2 separate regions of the Triticum aestivum genome follow, and region 2 is linked to region 1. Evidence: chromatin contacts called from public Hi-C data. All regions are on one chromosome and are shown on one strand. Each heading gives the region's core, a stretch centred on a gene start, on an enhancer-like site or on the middle of the called end of the contact. The rest is flanking DNA. Distances are from core to core; before and after follow the strand shown.

Evidence for each region. A called contact is a pair of places that touch in the nucleus more often than the background predicts.
Region 2: a contact with region 1 is called in a Hi-C map of leaf, with 5 times the contacts expected there. The contact joins the promoter of LOC123082261 here to the promoter of LOC123086841 in region 1. A contact is called at or near these places in 2 of 5 Hi-C or Micro-C datasets (leaf and an unstated tissue).

The regions. Positions count from the first base shown.
Region 1 is chr4A:543,862,760-543,867,817 of IWGSC CS RefSeq v2.1, reverse strand. It overlaps LOC123086841 (BTB/POZ domain-containing protein NPY4), which reads right to left and starts at 2,215. Exons shown (of 5, transcript XM_044508660.1): 1 at 1,962-2,215; 2 at 246-716. The coding sequence starts at 307.
Region 2 is chr4A:544,083,996-544,089,053 of IWGSC CS RefSeq v2.1, reverse strand. LOC123082261 reads left to right here and starts at 2,640. Exons shown (of 1, transcript XM_044504631.1): 1 at 2,640-3,884. The coding sequence starts at 2,640. The coding sequence ends at 3,884.

The DNA of each region.
Region 1 (5,058 bases), core at 966-3,465:
TACTTGGAATTTATTTCAAGAAACAACCAAAACACGATCCCCTCTATTCTGGCAAATTTGCAGAACGAAGACGCATACTAAAGCCAAATCTCTCTCAAGCGAACAGATCTCACAATCCCAACCACAAAATTGTTGCCGTCGTCCAACAGGACTGGTACTAAACTGGAGAGCAAGGACTAGATGAAGTAAAAATGTCAACAGAATCTGAAGAAACTCTGAGGAAGAACAGAAGCAAATCAACTAACCTGATATTGCTGCCCTCTGTCTGAAAGACATCCGGCTTGGAACCAAGCTTCATATGCTTCATTGTGCCACACCGAGAAACAGCCTGCAAATCTCCTCCCCTTTTTGCTTTCTCTCTAGCTCTTCTACTTTCCCCTACCTCACCAGTCACCACCGAATGGGAGCCAAGAAGGAACGCCTTAACAAACCCACAACACTTGACCCATCAACAAAGTACCAAACCGGTGGCCACCATTGAAAGGACAACACCAACAACTGGTGATAAAGATCCACGCCCAACTGTCCCCCTTTGAACCGCGGCAGAGCCCCCACCAAATCAAATCAGGTCAAGAGCCCAAGCAGACCTCCCTCCCTCTAGATGAGTAAACTAGCCGGCAGTTGCATCAAGATCTGGGTCCGGGAGAGCACAACGGCAACAAGGACTCCTCCTCGTCCAAGCTGGATCACACAAGGAGAGGAGTAAGGGGCAGCACCTGCAGAGCACAAGGGCAGCATCTTGAGGTGAGGGGACAGCGGGAATAATCGGTGATGCAATGTTGGGAGACCATGGGAACAAGCACCAGTGAGGGGAGGAATCTTATCTTGGTTAAAATCACAAGCAAGCAACATGAATGGCACAGACAGGTTGCAAGATGAGAATAATTTAAGGGTGTGGCACATGTAGGCAGTCAAACAGTGGTTATAGAATTGCAATCCGTAGACCACTGGTTTGGAGGGGTTGCTTCTCCTCTTGGTTGGCAGCAAGATCGAAATGTGCATAAAGAAATTGACATAATCTGATTTTTCTAGGTAAATTTTGGCTAAGGAGGAAAGACCTTATAATAAATCCGAAATAGGAAAATGGAACATAGGATTATGAAGTTTCTCGTATAAAAAATACCACAAAAACTGTAATACCGGGATTGACAAATAATGGCACATGTCTCAACAAAAAATCACACTTTACCTCGTGCTACAGAAAAAAGAAAGAGAATAATTTGCAATTTACTTTCAGTTAACAAAGAACGCAAGTTCAGTTCAGTAGTGCCTAACAAAGGGAAAGGATGATCAACAGAACCCTTAGAAAAATCTTTTAGAAAATAAACTGCAAACAAATCCGCGACAGAAAAAATGGGTGTATTGGGGACAGACTAAACGTTGGGATTAGATCGGCTGCATGGAATAAATCAATCGAAACGAGTTAGGGATCCGTCACCAGCAAAAGAAATGAATCAGCGGAGGGCGACGAAGATCTTTGTTGCGCGGGGCTGCGGAAGGAGACGCCTGGCGGCGGAGGGGGAAGAGGAAGGCTCCGTCCGATCTCGACGGCCCTAGACAGTGGACCCGGCGAGGAGAATACGCCGCCTCTTCCTCTGCTTCTCATCAGACGGAGGTGGAAGGGAGGGAACCAGTGATGGGAGGAAAGAAAGGCCTTGGTTGGCAGAAACCAACAGAAAAGCGCAGAAGAAAAGGCAGCTTTTTAGGACAGGGGAAACGACCAAACCAACACCAAGAAACATTCCCACCGAACCACCACCACTACTGGATACACTCCTCCAACTCATTGTCGGAGTAGCGTAGAAATAAACACTTCAATAATACACCATTTCATCTCTTATTGGACGGGAAAAATGCGCGGCGGCGTCGAGCTTGCCTGCTGAACTCACGATAGACAGAGAACAAAAATCCAAACCTTGTTTGAAGGGGGAAAAGAAGAACTGGCAGGGGCTTATAATTACCTCACAAAAGTTGTGAGTTGGGTGGATGCGATCAAGCACAACGCTTGAGTTTCTTGGCGTCGATCCGCCGCCCGGCCGCCGCTGGTGAGAGTGTCTTTCTTGCGGAGCGAGCTGAGTTTGGTGGTGCCTGCTTCTGCTGCTGCTGCTCTAACGCAGGGCTAATGGATTTGGTTTTTTATCTTGAGAAAAACTGGTGGGGGGTGCCGGGGTGGGGTGGCAAAGCCTAGTTCATGGGCTCTGCGAATGGACTGTTCTGCCCCTCTAATTGTTCTCTTGCTGCCCCTCCCTTTCTCCACTGGTTCCACACAACTGCGTTTATAATTATAATCCTGTTTTTTTTCTGCTTGTCCTTCTAGTTTTGGTGGATTCTTTTATGCAGTCTCGTTTTCTTGAGAATATATGTGGTCTCATTTTGTGTGTGGGGAGTGTTGCACCGTTCAGGCCAGGCACTTTTTCTCCGGGATGAAAATCAAACATGCTGGTAATCCTTAATCAAGACCGAGGGGTCAGTCAACCCGTTGTATTTTTGGACATTCACAATTTTGAAGCCTGGTGGGAATTTATGTTCAATGACTTCATCTGTGAAACACCTCGGGTACGGGGCGATGATGTGACGCACATCAGAATTGCCCACATCCCCGTACTTGGTGCAGTCTCACTGATCACAGTATTTGGCCTGATAGATGGTCCGAGAAGCTGGGACCTCGGGTGGGGAAGGGCATCTGCTTGAACCACCCATGCCAACTGATGGGGCATTTCTATTGCGTCGTCGGTCCGACGCCTTGGGGCGTGCATGCTTGTACCATGCCTTCAACCGTTAGGGGGAGGTCGGTTTTCGGCATGCTTGTGCAATTTGGCCCACTGGCGCTGGGATGTTGCACTTTCGTCGGCGGTGGCATCGAGGTCTTTCATCAGGTTCTTGTAGTAGCTAGGTGGTGCTTTATTGTTCGTCGTCTGCTTCAACTTGGCCTTGAACACTTCCTAGGCTTGGAAGAGCTCGTTCCAGCGGTCGCCCATATACTCTTGCTCTTCCGAAAGTCTTCACTTCTCGTTTGTTATCTTGTTGGACATGCGGACCAACCTTACCTCAACGCGTCGTGGTTGGGGCTGTTAAGCGACTCTTTGGGATGCCAATGTCCTCGGCACCGAGGTTGTTGTCCGGTTCTTCAGCATTGTCATTGGGATTGGCAATATTGCCCTTGTTGTTATTATTCTCGTTGTTACTGTCGTTGCCGTCACCGCCTCCGCCGTCGTTTGTATTGCCCCCGGGTTGTGTGGAGTATCTACCATATAGATGACGTATGTGGAGGTTGATGTCCACTTGCCAGTGGGTGTGGTGGCCGTCGGTAGGCTGCCCGAAGACTCACAGACCTCCTCGTCCATGTCGTCAACCTTGTCTGAGCCGCTCGTGAGGACCTCGGTCAGATCTTCATCATTAGCGACAAGGTGGGTTGGTCAAAATAATCCGACCTTTCCACGTGACTCCCAGATCCGATCATGGACTGAATGCTGGTCATCTGATATTGTGAGCCTCTAAATCCGATCTAACATCTCAGGAGGGATTTCTCGCATTCTTCTAGGGATCGATCTGACATCGGTGTCAGGGGAGTTTTCCTAAGATTCGATCTGACCTGGATCCGGGCTCTTCACATGGGGCCAGATCCGTTGTCTAGCTTTTCAGGGTGTGTCATAAGATCTTGACTTATGTTCAGATCCGACGAGAGATCCTCACACTTGTCCTGAGCCTGGATCAACATCGACGTGAGGACAGGTGCTTCTTGCCGCTCCTCAATCTAGTTTGACACTCGGCTTGAGAAGACTAGCTCTCCACGTCCGCGTGAGTACGCGGTGTACTCTATGTTGCTGAATCTGACAACCCAGCCTGGAGCAAAGGTCTCGACCTGACCTAGATGATTGGTCGAGTCAGAGAAAGGAGCGACGTTGCCGAAGAAAAAGATTTGGCCCGGTACGAAGGTCATGCCGGTGCCAATATGCTCGCCCATCTTGATCCCCATCGAATCTCTACGACAACTCAACGGGGGCCTATATGGGCCACCAATGATGGAGTCGAATCTGACAGAACTTGGGTAGAGGGTTCCAAGTTAGTAGTCTTGACACGATGGTAACAGGGACACAAGTTTTACCCAGGCTTTTGGCTCACCTAAGAGATAAAACCCTACGTCATGATTGTGTTGTATTGATTTGGGGTGGAGTACAAACTACAAGTGATCTACCATGAGATCGTTGTGTATTGTCTACGAGCCCTACCCCTCATTTTATATAGGTACCGGTGGGTCTAGCGTTACAACCTAGTCGGTTAAGTACAATATGAACATGTTGTAGACAACCTCCAAATGTCTTGTAATATGCGTCAAGTCTTCGGGAGACTTCCTTCCATACGATGTGGGTTGCCTTGATGTGGCCCACTAGTGAACCAACATGGGGGTCCTTGGACGTCCCACCTGGACGGGAGGCGGCATGGTGAGTGACCCCCAATCTAGGACACCACCAATCTATTACAAATGGTCTCCCCTCGCACTTGACCATCTACTGTGCTTTTGGTCTCTGGATTGTACATTTGGTCAGTTCTATATCTATTTGGTCAAATTGCTCTTCTAATTGGCTTTGATGGAGTCCCTTGGAAATTTTTGCTTAGGGAAATGCATCAAATACATTTCCCTTTTGGGGAATGCAACATTTTTATTATAACCCAAATCTCTCCTCTTGTTCTATCTGTCTTGCAAGTCTTGAAGACCATGAAGAAAAGAAGAAGAATATCAAGAAGTCTAGTATATGTTTAGTTTAGGACTTCTCCTACTTTTTTATAATAATTATTATTTTACTAATATATTGATTCATAAGAACTTTGTAATTGTATTTGTATCAATAAAGCTTATTGTTTCTTTATCCATATTGTATAATTTTGCAATTTCACTTTGTAATGATATTCATTATCAATGAAGTTTATTGTTATTATTTCCATTTTCTATCAAACTTTGGTAATATGTATTTGGAATAAGAATTAATTCCATTATTAATTCTTATTCTTTTATCAATTCATTTGGTCATTGGATTTTCAATTCGATATTTGAATTGT
Region 2 (5,058 bases), core at 1,391-3,890, 220 kb before region 1:
TACTTCTAACTTAGCAAAATTTATGTCCACGGGTTTGGGAAAGTTGAGAAAAAATGGTTATTTGTGGTTTTTTTTAGTGAATTGTCTGTATTTAATGCACATGTCGTAAAACTTGGGTGTAAATAACAGATTTTACGGTGGACATAAATTTAACACAATAGCTAGATGCAAGTCGTCTAAATTTGCAATTTTGGTCAGTCAATTTTTGAAGGAAGAGCACCTCGGAAATAAGGACCTTGCCGGAGGGAAGGAAGGACCTCACTGAAGAGAGTGAAGGAGCTCATGGAGAAGGCCTCTAGGTCTATCTTAGGGTGGCGATCCACCTGGTGGTCCGTGGGGGTGGTTGAGGAAGATGACGCCGGGAGAAAGAAGAAGACATGTAGTTGTGTGATCTGTTTTTCAGAAAACGGTTGGAGAAAGGAGATGGCTGGCTGTCGTTGGATCGGAGACCAGGGCAGAGAATGATTCAACTGACCCAATTTGGGATTTCAGGCGACTGGCAGCCCATCCTTAAATTTAATCTTTTTTTTGAATTTTCAGGGGGGAGGGGGACTCCCCCACCTGAATTGTATTCATTGTTGCCTATAGAGCTTTGCAACCTGATGCAAGATGGGTTCAAGTGAACCAGAGATACAGGGGGGCACAAGGAGAAGAAATAAAGCAAAAGAAACCCTCACGCCAAAACACACATGACATGGAGAAGCTAAGAGGGAAACACCACACAACAAAACAAAAGCACCACCCAGTGTAATCGAACGGCATGGGCCAGCCAAGACCATGCCACGACACTGCACCGTCGACGCAATCGAAAGACACCGCGCACCGAGACTGCACAACACCGCGACACCACCTGTGTTGTGGGGTACATTCGAAAGGACACGCGAGGCCGACGCCACGGCACCTATGCACCACCGGCGTAGTCGAAGGGCATCACCTAGGAGACCAAACCAAGACACTGCACCGTCGATGCAAATCGAAAGGCACCGCACATCCGAGACCGCACAATGCCACAACACCACCTGTGTCGTGGGGCATGGTCGAAAGGGCATGTGAGGCCGAGACGGCGCCACCGCACCTATGTGCCACCGGAGAGGCCGCTGGGCACCGCCTAGCAGAGACACACGAAAGAAGCACTCGAGCACGAACCACAAGAACACCAATGAGGATGAAGCCCTTCAGAAAGGGAAAGACAGCCACCCCCAAGCCACGGCCCTCCCAGGTGGGAGGAAGCCGCATCCATGGCCGCCACAGCGAAGCCATGAACCTCACGTAACTCGACGGACAAGCGCCCACCCAAGCCGACATGAGGACAAGGAGACCCTCCCAACCGCCCCCGGCGGCACCCCGCGTGGAGAGCAAGCCACATCCATGGCAGCCATCTGCACACCAAGGAACCGTCGACCAGCGCAATCGCAACCGGTCAAGAGACAGGAGAAGAGTTGGCCAACGGCGTCGCCCGGCACCTCGCCGACCAATACCACACCGGGAAGCTCCCGGCCACCAGCAAGCACCACCCAAAACTGCCCGCACGCAAAGCCAGTGGGGGAAGCCAGATCTGCAGCAGCGGCGTCAGATCTGCAGCAATGGCGCAGGGACGGGGCGGCCCCCAACTGATCCGGGCCGGACCCGGCCGGATCTAGCCGCGCACGCCGCAGCACCCCCGAGCGGCAGCTGGTCGGGGGGCGAGCCCGATGGAACACCGCCACCTAGGTCCACCCCCCGTGCCGCACAGAGGCCCGCGCCGCCGGCCCATCCCGCATCCAGAGGGGTCCAGGACGACCACGAAGCCCACTGCCCGCGCGAGCCAGAGCACGCCAGGAGCAGCCAAGGTCGTTGCGCACGCACCACCGAACGAGCAGAACGAAGGAACGCGAGAGCCCCACACCACGCGAGGAACGAAGTCCGCCGCCGCCGGGCCTTTGCCCGGCGACGTGTGCCGGCGGCGGCAGGGGAGGGACGGGGTGGAGGGGCCGGCGGGGGTGGCTGCTGGGGGTTCCGCCCGAGCCGCTCCCGAGGAGCGATGCGAGGGTCTGTCTGTAGGAAACCGTTTCACGACTTTAATCAATTTCCAGTGTGTAGCAGGTTGTTTTACTCACCTATTTTGCGTCCCTAAATTTAATCAATTTCCAGCAAAATTTAATCAATTTCCAGCGTGTAGCAAGTTGTCTACTCACCTATTTTGCGACCATATTTACGATGATAAAACTTGGATCCGAGCTACTCTTATTAATATCAGAAAACGTTTTACATTATGGGACGGAGGGAGTACTTCATTATCCTTCACATTCTCAGAGCCAACTTCAAGGTGCCCTCTACGACATAGAGAGACGAGGTCTTGCACGTACGAGTAAAATCTGTTTTTCTAAGCAAATACGTGTTCTCGTTCACTCCTACCGGCCTCCCAGATACTGAAAACTTGGTCAAGCCAAAACTGTCCTCAACCGCCTTCCATTTGTACAGCACCCAAACAATCCAAATTAGCATGAAGCAATTTCTCCTGCCCTCCCTTCTTCATTAGCTCACACTCCTGACAGACTCCACCTTATAAATACCTCAAATGTAGCAGCCTCGCACCTATACTAGCGAACCACAGCAGCAGATCGGCAACCAGGAACCAGCAAACCTTAATTTTTCCATACATGGCGATGAAGCGCAAGTTGTCCCCCACAGAGGCTGACCTCGCCGCGGACGACCACCACCAGCCCGACACCGCCAGCGTCACGACGGCGACAGGGCCGGAACCATGGGCAGCGACGGTCGGCGCCGCGGCGGCTGCACAGCGGGCTCGGAAGCGCTTCGTGGGCGTCCGGCAGCGGCCGTCGGGGCGGTGGGTGGCGGAGATCAAGGACACCATCCAGAAGATCCGGGTGTGGCTCGGCACCTTCGACACCGCCGAGGAGGCTGCCCGCGCCTACGACGAGGCCGCGTGCCTCCTCCGCGGCGCCAACACCCGCACCAACTTCTGGCCCCGCGCAGCCGCCCCCGCGGCCGCCTCGGACGGCCACGGCGGGGCAGGGTTGGCCGAGAACCATGGCCACCTCCACCACCACACGCCGCCGCCATCGGCTCTCCCCTCCAAGGTCACCAACCTCCTCCTCCTCCGCCTCAAGAGAGCGCGCAGCATCAGCGACGAACACCACATTAGTGCAAGTGCCACTGCGCAAGAAGCACTTGGGCAGCAGCAGCAAGACCAAGAGGAGTACGGCGCCGGCAACTTCCACGTCGACGACTTCCTCAGCTACGACTCGAACGTCGACGAGCATGGCGTCGTGAAATACGAGGAGGACTTCCATTGCCCTCGAGACGCGGATGATGAGGAAGAGGATGTGTCCGAGGAGGAGGAAGAAGCGCCTCTGGACTTCGGGTTCATGGACGCGCACCCGTCTCCCCCAGGGGACGTCGGCGACGCGGGGCTTTTCGCACCGTTCGAGATGATGGCGGCGGAGATCGGCGGGGCGGTGGAGGCGGAGGCAGAGGCTTCGGAGTACGGCGGTGGCGAGAACGAGAACTCGGCGGCAATCCACGAGGTGATGAAGAGAATGAAGTACGAGCGGAAGATCTCTGCCTCGCTCTACGCGCTCAGCGGCGTGCCCGAGTGCCTCCGCCTGCGCCTAGGCAACTCCGGCGCCGTCGGCCACGGGCTGGCGCTCTCCGGTCTCAGGGATGCGTGCATGAGGAAGCGGCAGGAACAAAATCAAGAAGCGGTGGTAGATTGCGTTGAGGGAGGCCACGAGGAAAGCTCGAGCAGCAACAGCAGCTCGTCGTCTGAGGTAGCGAGCTGTTCGCCGGAGGCGGTGATCTCGTCGCCGAACGCCGATGCCGTCGACAGCGATGTGGTGATGTGGAGCTCCTTTGACCTGGCTCTCATCTGCTTCATGTCATAATTTCTTCCCTATAAATTAATTCGTGAAAAATTCCCCTGTGTTTTTAAGCGTTTGCACAGTTGATTGGTTCCCAATTTACCAAATTTGGTGTTAATTACTCCCTCCGTTTCAATATTTTTAAGTTTTACCTAAGTCAAGCATCTTTAAGTTTGATCAAATCTATTGATAAATATACCAACATCTACTTTTTTGTGAAAAGGATCAGATCTACAACTTCAAATCAGGTTTATTAGATTTACGGAAATGTTAACGCCCACACGAGTGGGCGTTTGCATCTCGCCCACACGTGTGGATCCGCGTCCATTCGTGAGCGCACGAATCTTGGCATGTTTCTAGTGCCACGTAGGACTGGCATGGTGTGTGGGCGTTCAGCCGGTCGCCCACACGGCCGTTTCACCACATATGAGGGGCTGCTGTGTGGGCGTTCAGCAGTTCGCCCACGCGCCACTTTACACGCACACACAAGGGCTAGTGTGTCGGCATTTGCCATCTCGCTTACACGTCTGTCTCCTCTCCCACACCCAAGCTGCTAGTTGCCATGTGTTTTGCAGTGCACATGGCAACTGCCCCTAGTGTGCTTTATAAGCAGATGGCAACTCTCGTTTTTTTACCCGAGTTTGCCATGTGTTTTGCAGGGTACACGGCAACTGCCTAGTGTGCACGTAAGCAGATGACAACTCTCTTTTATCGAGTTGCCATATGTTTTTGCATGGTACATGGCAACTGTCCTAACGTGCATGTACATGGCAACTGCCCAAACGTGCACGTAAGCAGATGGCAACTCTTCCTTTTTACATGGAAACGGCCCTAGCATGCCTGTGAGCACATGGCAACTCTCTCAACTGCCTAGTGTTAGTATGTGGCAACTCCTAAAATTATGAAATCATGGCAACTACATTAGATCAGACCATACATGGCAATTGTAGTTGAGCAACCATGGCAACTGCAGTTGTCCGACATGGCAACCGTAGTTCAGCGACATGGCAACTGCAGTTAAACGAACATGGACGAGGGTCTGGACCATGGCAACTGCGGGCGCGCGGTGACCGTCACGCATGGCGTGCGGGACCAGGAGGTATGAGGCCTGACATACGGGCGTGTGGGCGTTATCAACTTCGCCCACACGCACGCGTGTGAGAGGAGCGGGAGGGAAAAAAGAGGCGTGTGGGTGCTA